3 separate regions of the Mus musculus genome follow, and all the other regions are linked to region 2. The links are chromatin contacts, called in public promoter capture Hi-C maps. All regions are on one chromosome and are shown on one strand. Each heading gives the region's core, a stretch centred on a gene start, on an enhancer-like site or on the middle of the called end of the contact. The rest is flanking DNA. Distances are from core to core; before and after follow the strand shown. Region 1 overlaps Terf1 (telomeric repeat binding factor 1). Region 2 holds the start of Tmem70 (transmembrane protein 70). Region 3 has its middle 43 kb from the start of Sbspon.

Region 1 (2,785 bases), core at 68-2,567, 830 kb after region 2:
TAGTCTTTCGTGTTGAAGAAATTTAGAAATTATAGACTTAAAAAAATCCAGACAAAATAGTAAGGAAAATGGAGATGCAAGGAAACAGGAAGCCTGATGGAAGGGTTCGTAGAGAATAAATCTAACTCAGCAAGGTAGATTCTGTATCAAGAAAAGCATGCTACAAGCCCTGACTACATACAACCTAAGAACTAGGCATGAAGCCATGCACAAGTAACTCCAGAACTCGGGAAGCTAAATAAGAGAATCAAAAGTCTGAGACAAGACTAGACTCCAGCCAGGCAGTGGTGGCACACGCACGCCCTTAATCCCAGCACTCGTGAGGCAGAGGCAGGTGGATTTCTGAGTTCAAGACCAGTCTGGCCTACTGAGTGAGTTCCAGGACAGCCAGGGCTACACAGAGAAAGAAACCCTGTCTCAAAAAAACAAAAATAAATAATAATAATGATAAAAGACTAGACTACACTGCTAGATTTCAAACTGAACAAAATTATTCTAATTTATGTTGGTAAGCCATTAACAGGTAACTAGGAGAAACAGAAGACTGGCTTTTGAGGACAGATTTTTTTGCCTAAGTCATCTCTAAAGTTTAAATGTATATTTGCAGACACAAGTATAGCCAATTTTCAAAGCACTTCATATTCTTTATTCAAATTTTAAAAATTATATTCATTTATTTATGTGTGGGCATATGCATGTGTACCTGTGGAGATCAGAGGGCAATATTAAAGAGTTACATATTATTTTATTCAGACACATATTATACTGGTGCTGGCAACAAGACAATATTAATGAGCCAACACCACAGTATCTTTAAACAGAAACAAACATAAAATCAGACTCTGTATTGATTAGTTGATAAAAACCTAACCTTTTGTATTTTCCCTTCAAGTACTAACTCAGAATTCACTTAGTCAATGTGAATAATGAGCTTTGATTACACTTATCACTCCAAAGTCTAAAGTTGCTGAATACAGCTGAGCAGAAAAACAGTGCCAAAGACATGACAACAAATTAGAGTGGACTATGGAAACCAGCTAGCTTTCTAAGGCAGCCTTTTGTGCTGCAGTGGAAGGGCGGACAGCTCCAGTAACAGTACTCACACTGAAGAGTTCCTGTTCTTGCTTCGTTCCTACTGAAATCTGATGGAGCACGTCTGTGTTTTAACTGCGATAAGGCGTTCTTGTGAGACCTAGATGAAACACGAGAGCTTGTGACTGACTCTGGAGACTAGTGAAGGGACAGTGGGAACTGTCTTCATCTTTGCTACAGAATCTGCTACACTGGCCCGTCTCTCTTATTGCTCTCCTTAGTGACCCATGTTAATGTTTAATAATTCTATTGTGAAATTTCCATTTGTTTTATCTTTCTACAGCTTATCTACTTAGAGATGAAGATTGTATCAGTTTTCCAAACCACATACATTTATTTTTCTTTTTTTCTGTGGCTTCTAAATCATTTTCTACAGAAAAATTTTCAAAATTTCTTTATCTAATGTTAGCGCCCTTACTTTATAGATTTGAAGACATTTTTTCTTTTTTTTGAAGTTAAGGTTATATGCTGGAAATAATGAATGTGGCATGTTTTTTAACAGTCCTGCAAAGCTAACATTATTCTAATTTTCTTTTATAATTTATTTTTATTTTGTGTTCATTTGTGTTTTGTCAGAATGATGTATGAGGATGTCAGATGCCCTGGAACTGAAGTTAGACAGGTGTGAGCTGCCATGTGGTTGCTGGGAATTGAATCTGGGTTCTCTGAAAAAGCAGCCAGTGTTTTCTCTCTCAACCGTTCAATTTTCTCTTCAGCCTTGCATCATTCTAATTTTATACAGAAGCAAAATAGAACCTAAAAAAATCAATGTGCTTGAACTTAGGTAGGTATGTTACCCTCACCTAATATATTTACATTTTAGCTATGCTTTTAGCCACAAAAATACTCTACAACTAGCAAATCCTTTCTTACCTTTCCTCTCTCCTAAAATACTCTATTGTAGTGTCTTCATCTCTGTCTATTGACCCTATGCAGGTTCTACCTTAGGACAATATTCCTCTCCTTCTGACCTTATCCAAAAGGAAAGCTAAATTTCCAAGCCCCATAAGTCACAGGGTTCCAATGATGGGTCTTCACTACAGGGTTTGTTTTTACAGTGCTGGACACTGAACCCAGGTCCTCCTCACACAAGCAAGGGCTCTATCACTAAGCTCTAGCACCAACTCCAATAGTTTTTACTTCCCAAATGACTTCCACTCCTACTTCCACAGAAATCTTAGCTATATCTCCTTCTACCATTCTTCATTGACAATTGTCTTTCCAAGAACTTCCCATCACTCATTATCTTTCTTATGGTGGTACATGCTTATAATCTTAGCAGGTTAAGGCAGGATGATCAATGCAAGTTTGAAGCCAGCATGGCCTACACGGTAAGTTCCAGATAGCCAGGGCTACATACTGAGACCCTGTTCCCCCTTCTGCCCAGGTATATATACAGAGACTTTTGTGAACAAATCATATAACATCTTGGATTCTAAAGTCCTATCCAGTAATCTCTTCCACATACCCATACCCAGCCTGCAACCCAACTGATCTATTTCTGCAGTCATTTACAAAGACTTTCTGGGTTTTGGACATGTTAAAGTTGTTTCTTACTGCATTTATAGTAGATCAGAAAATTTTCTGATCTACTGTATAATTGGAAAGTGGGACACTCATCAAAAATTGTAGCTTCGAATCCTTTCCTGTTCTAGCAGTGAATCTTTGTTTTTTTGACAGAATACCTGAACAA
Region 2 (2,945 bases), core at 337-2,836:
GTACTTAGGAACTAGTTACATGAATAACTAGCATTTTTAAGGCTGTCTCCCTGAAAGCCTTGCATATACCTTGTACCCCATTTTGTTTTGAAGATCAAGTCCAGTCATCAATGTGGTCCATGTTGGCCTCCAACTGACCATGAAGCTCATGCTGATCCTCTGTCTGAGCCTCCAGAGCTAACACTGGGACTTTAAGTCTGTGCCACTACCATACCCTGGGCCTTCTATCTCTTAGCAAGAAAGCTTGCTTGAAAAACTGCTTGAAAGCTATATGAAACAGGAGTTTCCCAAGTATGTATAAATGAGCATCTAAAAATGAATTTCACATTGCTCACATTTAAAAATGTAAAAAGTATGCCTAATTTGTGTTGAAATTCAGTTAAGAGTCCAATATCTCGAGACCCTTGGCTATAGCACACACCTTTTATCTGTGAGTTTGAAGCCAGCACCAGCCTGGTCAACAGATCAGCCAGGGCTACACAGGGAAACCCACCCACAAGCAACTAACAACAAATAATTCAATTACCACTTTCAGCATTTCTTAAAAGTTTTTAAAATTCTTATATATTACAATGTAGCTTAATATACATAAAATTCTTGCCGAGCTACACCTTTAATCCCAGCACTCTGGAGGCAGTGGCAGGGGATATCTGAGTTCAAGGCCAGCTTGGTCTACAGAGCAAGTCCCAGGTTAGCCAAGACTACACATGAGAAACCCTGTCTCGAAAACCCACAAAATTCTTACATTTTATAGTATAGTTTAACATACTACGTACTTTGTTCAATAACATCCACACCCCACCTTTCACTCCGTAATCAAAGAAATTCCTAAAAACGGACAAGTAACACAACTTAGGAGGCTAGCTCCACGTGCTGCATCAATTTCTTAGCACTTAGCGCCCTTCTGACCTTTAGCTCTAGAGTAAGAAATAAGTCCCTGCGCAGCAGAGCAAATCTTTAATCCTAGAATGGGAAGTCAATAGGTAGGCGAGTCTCTGATTTCGAGGACAACCGGGTCTATATAGCGAATTCAGGACAGGTGAGTCTACAAAACTGGGACATCCTGTCTCTGAAAAACAACAAAAAGAACCATTTGTGGTGCTTTAATAGCCTTCGAAAGGAGAATCAATCCCTGGATTGACAGCAGCTGCGGACCCCGAGGTCGAGGCCTGCTCCTCCCAGGCCCGCACCGGGAGTGTCCCCTCAGCACTGGAGTTCCCAGACCCCATGCTGCGCCCGCTCCCCACCACCACAGCCTACGAACAGCCGACCTGCGCTCGCCCGGGTGGCCCGCAAGACTCGGCTAGCGCTAGATGCCCGCCGCTCCGGAGCCGCTCTGGCTCGGCTAGCGAGGCCGCACGCCAGAAAGCGATCCCGGAACCTCGGAGCGCGGCGGCCACACACCACGTCGTCCTCGTCCGGCCCGGCCATAGGCCCGCTGCCCACCGGCCGCCCAACCCCAACAGCATGCTGCGAGTTGGAGAAGGTGGCCGTCAGTTTCCAGCTGCGGCCAAGGACACCCAAAAGCGACTCCGCTCGACAGTGGCCCCCACAAGAGCGATGAGGCTCCGCCCCTTAAACGGAACACGCGGCCGGATTGGTGCGCGCGCGTGCGCAGAAAATGCGGCCGGCCTGCAACCTTCTCCACCTGGTGGGTTCCAGGCAGCAAATGACCCAAAACCCCAACTCCCTGCTTAAGATGATGGGCTTCAACCGAATTCCTAGTATTTGGTCGGCTTTTGACCGTGTGCAAGGACAGAGTGTGTAGGCATGTGAAAAAGACAGTGACCAGAAGCCTAGTTAAATACTTCGTTCTCATGAAAGTCACTTTATAGGTCCTAAAACTGGTTTGGGAAAATGATTTAGCTTCGCAGAAGTAATTGTAGCATATCAGCCCAAAAGGAATGTAGTTTAAGGTACTTAATGTTATAATGTTTAAATACTTTGTATGCTATGATATGATATTAACAAAATGAATGAATGATTTAGTCCCAGCACTTGGGAGACAGAGACAGGCGCATTTCTGAGTTCGAGGCCAGCCTGGTCTACAGAGTGAGTTCCAGGACAGCCAGGGCTACACAGAAAAACCCTGTCTCGGGGGAAAAAAAAAAAAAAAAAGATTTAATGATTTAACTTAATTCCACCACTGAGATAGGAGAAAATGGAATTTTTTCACATAATTTTCGATTTTGTTGACAGATTTTTTTTTTTCCCCATTAAAAACGTCGTATCCGAGCTGGGTGTGGTGGCGTACGCCTTTAATCCCAGCACTCGGGAGGCAGAGGCAGGCGGATTTCTGAGTTCGAGGCCAGCCTGGTCTACAGAGTGAGTTCCAGGACAGCCAGGGCTATACAGAGAAACCCTGTCTCGAAAAAAAACAAAAAAACAAAAACAAAAACCAAAGGAACAAACAAACAAAGCCCCCATCATGTCCAAGGTGGGGAGTGTATCTTGCCTAGCACGGACTGACATAGAAGAATCTACAGTGTTGCAAATCCAGAGCCAATTTATCATGGGCCATTTGCAGATCTCTTAGTAGCCTTAATGTATTGTCCTCCTGTGTACCTAACATCTTCACGACCTTCAGCTGGAACACACCGAGTTCAAGCTTTCATTTGGAATGCACAGGGTATTAGTTTTCCGAGTACTGTCAAATAGCACCTGAAGCCTAAAACAGGTTTCCCCACTTTTAAAAAACGTACCTAACCATCCCACTAATGTAGAAACCTGTCTTGACTGATGATTTTCTTTGTTCTGTTACTATAAAAAAGCTTCATGAAACTACTTCCATGTTGAAACATGGAACATGGGGACAGGGGGTGACATAAATCTGTGTTTCCAAGCCATGATCACTCATTTGGTTCTAGAATAAGTTCTCTTTTCTCTCCATTGAGGTGAGAGTTTTTTGAATCAACACTATACCTTTCTCCCAAAGGCAGATGATA
Region 3 (3,058 bases), core at 182-2,681, 810 kb after region 2:
CATCATCACCACCTCCCTAACAGCCCTGTCTGCTGAAAACCTAATGTTGGGGACTGACTCTAATGCTTTTGAGTCAATCTGGGTCTCTGAAACCCAGAATCTTCGTGTCCAAACACCAAAGGTCCTTGTTCCTAATGGGTTTTTGATTGATCAATAAAGAGCCAACAGCCAATGGCTGGGCAGGTAGACTGAAATGGGACCTTTAGGTTTGTGAGGGCTAGGAACTGGGAGAAAGGAGGAGAATCACCATGATTTGGAGGGATCAGATTTATAGCTACAGAAGGAAAATCATCTGAAATGTAGGTGAGAAGGAATGTGGCCCCTAGAGATGTCTTGGCAGCAACGATAAAACATAGGTTTATAAAGTGTTGAGCCAGGAGTACTAGAGGAAAATGTATGATGGGCCGAGAATTGGAACTGCCAGCCTTTGAATGAATCAAGGCATATTAAAATTTACTGGCATGTGTGTATCTTTCATTTGTGAATCTAGATAGCTCCTGAGTGGGTGCTCTTTTGTGCAATGGTATAGCCAACTACCACTACACCTAAATTACTAGAACGTGAGCCTGTGGGATAAAGTCTTTAGTCAAAATATATTACTCTTCACTGTAACCAAATGCATTCCTGGAAGCAGGTTTAAGCGAGGAAAGGTTTATTTTGGCTATGGAGTATGAAGGGATGCCATCTGTGATGGTGTGGATGTGTGTGTGGTTTAAGCCAGGCTATAAAAACCTCAAAGCCTGCTTTTAGTGTCTCACTTCCTTTAGTGAGACTCCACCTCCTCACTGTTTCATAACCTCCCAAAACCATTGCCACCAAGTGAAGGCTCAAACACAAGAGTCTCCAGGGGCATTTCTCAAGGAAGCCACAGCAACATAATAATACTTTTTTTCTTTTTTAATTTTATCAATTTTGTGACATGGGCTGGGCATGGTGGCAGAGACCTGTAATTCCAGCTACTGGGAAATCTGAGGCAGAAGGCTCACAGGTTCAAGGCCTGTCTTGACTACAGATTCTTGTGTCCTTTATCCTGCATTACAGAATTACCTTTTTTTTTTTTTTAAAAGATTCATTTAATTATTTTATGTATGTCGGTATACTGTGGCTGTCTTCAGACACACCAGAAGAAGGCATCGGATGCCCATTACAGATGGTTGTGAGCCACCATGTGGTTGCTGGGAAATGAACTCAGGACCTCTGGAAGAGCAGTTAGTGCTCTTCACTTCGGAGCTGTCTCCAGCCCCACTGCATTACATTTTTATGACTTAACCATAACCCCAGGATCTACTGCAATTCACAATCGCAATGTGTTGGTTTTCTTTTTAAATGTTTTTTATTTTCAATTATGTGTCTGAGTTTATGTGTGTTGGTATGTGCATTTGAGTGCAGGTGCCAGCAGAAGCCAAAATCAACAGATCCCTTACAGTTGGAGTTACAGGACGTGGTAAACCACTGGAAGTTAGAAATTGAACTCAGGTCTTCTGCAAGGACCGTTATGTTCTTAACCACCGAGTCAGCTCTCCAGTCCTAGCTTTTAATTTTAAAAAATTATTCTATATGTATAGTTATTTTGCTTGCATGTTTGTCTTTACCATGTGCACACAGTGGCCACAAACGTCAGAAGATGGTCAGATACTCTAGAACTGAAGTTATAGACGGTTGTTAGACACCACGTGGATCCTGGGAATCAAGTATGGGTCCTCTGGGGGGAAACAAAGCTAGAGCTTTTAACTTCTGAGTCATCTCTCTATCACTGTTCTGAGACAGGCCTTACACTGCAGCACAAGCTGGCTCCCTTGCTTCAGATCTGGTTATAAGGAGAGAGCCACCATTTTGGTTTCTGGCTAGTTTTATTTTGTTCAGCATCAACCTATATGTAAAGAATCAAAAATACTCAAAAGATTGTTAGACTGAATGGTAAACTAAAACCAACTCAGTCAACCAATAAACTGTCAATGTCAACGAACCAATTAAAGGGACGGGCCTGCCTAGTGTGCTACTTACATTTGTAACCCTGGTACTCCAGAGTCTGAAGTTTGAGGCTAACTGGCCTGCAGAATAAACAAATACAGCAAGAATTAAATGGAATAAAGTCGAGGAGGAGAGGGAGTGAGGAGTCATGCAGGAGTAGGAGAGTTGTGATCACTTCAGCCAAGGTTAAGTGGCCACAGAATGGAGAAGACATAAGTAGGCTATTCAGAAGGAGGTGAGGAAGAAGGAAGACTCCCCAAACAGGTACCTAACAGCTGCGGAGTAAAACCTTGATGGAGGATGGCTGAGGAACACGGAATGAGCCCTTCATTAAGTGCCATTCAGGAGTCTTAAAAAAAATAATAAATAATTCATGTGAGGAATGATCTGGGAATACACAATGGGGCCAGTTCATGTTACACAGCCAGGCTAGCCATGAATTCATGGCGGTCCTCCTACTTCAGCTTCCCAAGAGCTGGGATTATAGACATGAAGCCGTGGGAGTTTTAAGAGGCTTGGGGACGTTGACCTACAACCTTACTTTTGATCTCCTGCTGTGCCTGCACACACACAGTATGTGATCTATAACAGTCTTAAGAGTTCAGTTCCCTGAGATTAAAGTGTTAAACATACTTGTAACCTCCTTCCTATTCAGAATTTCAAGTTCACAACACCTAAGTTCTCCACAAAACTATTCATCACAGGATTGCTATTCCCTATCGGCTTTTCAGAATACCTGGTAGCGGGAGAAAGGCTGACAACAGCCACTTGATGTCACTGCTCACTGGGATCTGAGAAGGGAAGAGGTGCTCCACATTGTGAAATAGACATCTGCAAAGAACACTGCACCAAGGGTGCCTCCCTGACTTCGTGCCGTAGCCAGACTCCCACTGGCACTGAGACCCTGAACTATGCTACTGACTTTGACATGCTGGAATAAAGGCAAGAGAGAGAACCTGCATGAATAATGAATTTTGTATTGTGGAATATCATTCTTTGATGTGCTTCCACAATTTCGGGGGAGTTAAATTAACTGTAGTTTGTGTTCACCTCTCCGGCATGCAACAGTTAATGCTGTCCTGTCCTG

The links. Promoter capture Hi-C pulls out the DNA fragments that hold promoters and counts their contacts.
Region 1: a contact with region 2 is called in a promoter capture Hi-C map of liver, with 2.9 times the contacts expected there. The contact joins the enhancer-like site here to the promoter of Tmem70 in region 2. A contact is called at or near these places in 7 of 39 promoter capture datasets (the C10 cell line, the HPC-7 cell line, HPC-7-derived erythroid cells and 4 more) and 5 of 115 datasets of contacts at active chromatin or transcription factors (the 230-238 cell line, embryonic limb bud, embryonic stem cells and 2 more).
Region 3: a promoter capture Hi-C map of pre-B cells shows a contact between it and region 2. The contact joins the enhancer-like site here to the promoter of Tmem70 in region 2. A contact is called at or near these places in 4 of 39 promoter capture datasets (3T3-L1-derived adipocytes, the HPC-7 cell line, liver and 1 more) and 4 of 115 datasets of contacts at active chromatin or transcription factors (the 230-238 cell line, embryonic limb bud, large pre-B cells and 1 more).

Annotation. Positions count from the first base shown.
Region 1 is chr1:15,831,808-15,834,592 of GRCm38.p6, reverse strand. It overlaps Terf1 (telomeric repeat binding factor 1), which reads right to left. Exons shown (of 10, transcript NM_009352.3): 8 at 1,104-1,192. Among named protein-coding and RNA genes, the nearest start is that of Terf1, 28 kb to the right of the region's middle. Within about 2 kb of position 1,317, at least 2 of the 459 cell types and tissues checked have an H3K27ac peak or open chromatin away from gene starts, as enhancers often do. A contact at or near this core is called in liver, where this site is marked.
Region 2 is chr1:16,663,832-16,666,776 of GRCm38.p6, reverse strand. Tmem70 (transmembrane protein 70) reads right to left here and starts at 1,586. Exons shown (of 3, transcript NM_027415.2): 1 at 1,272-1,586. The coding sequence starts at 1,469.
Region 3 is chr1:15,848,629-15,851,686 of GRCm38.p6, reverse strand. No RefSeq gene overlaps it. Among named protein-coding and RNA genes, the nearest start is that of Sbspon, 43 kb to the left of the region's middle. Within about 2 kb of position 1,431, at least 34 of the 459 cell types and tissues checked have an H3K27ac peak or open chromatin away from gene starts, as enhancers often do. A contact at or near this core is called in pre-B cells, where this site is marked.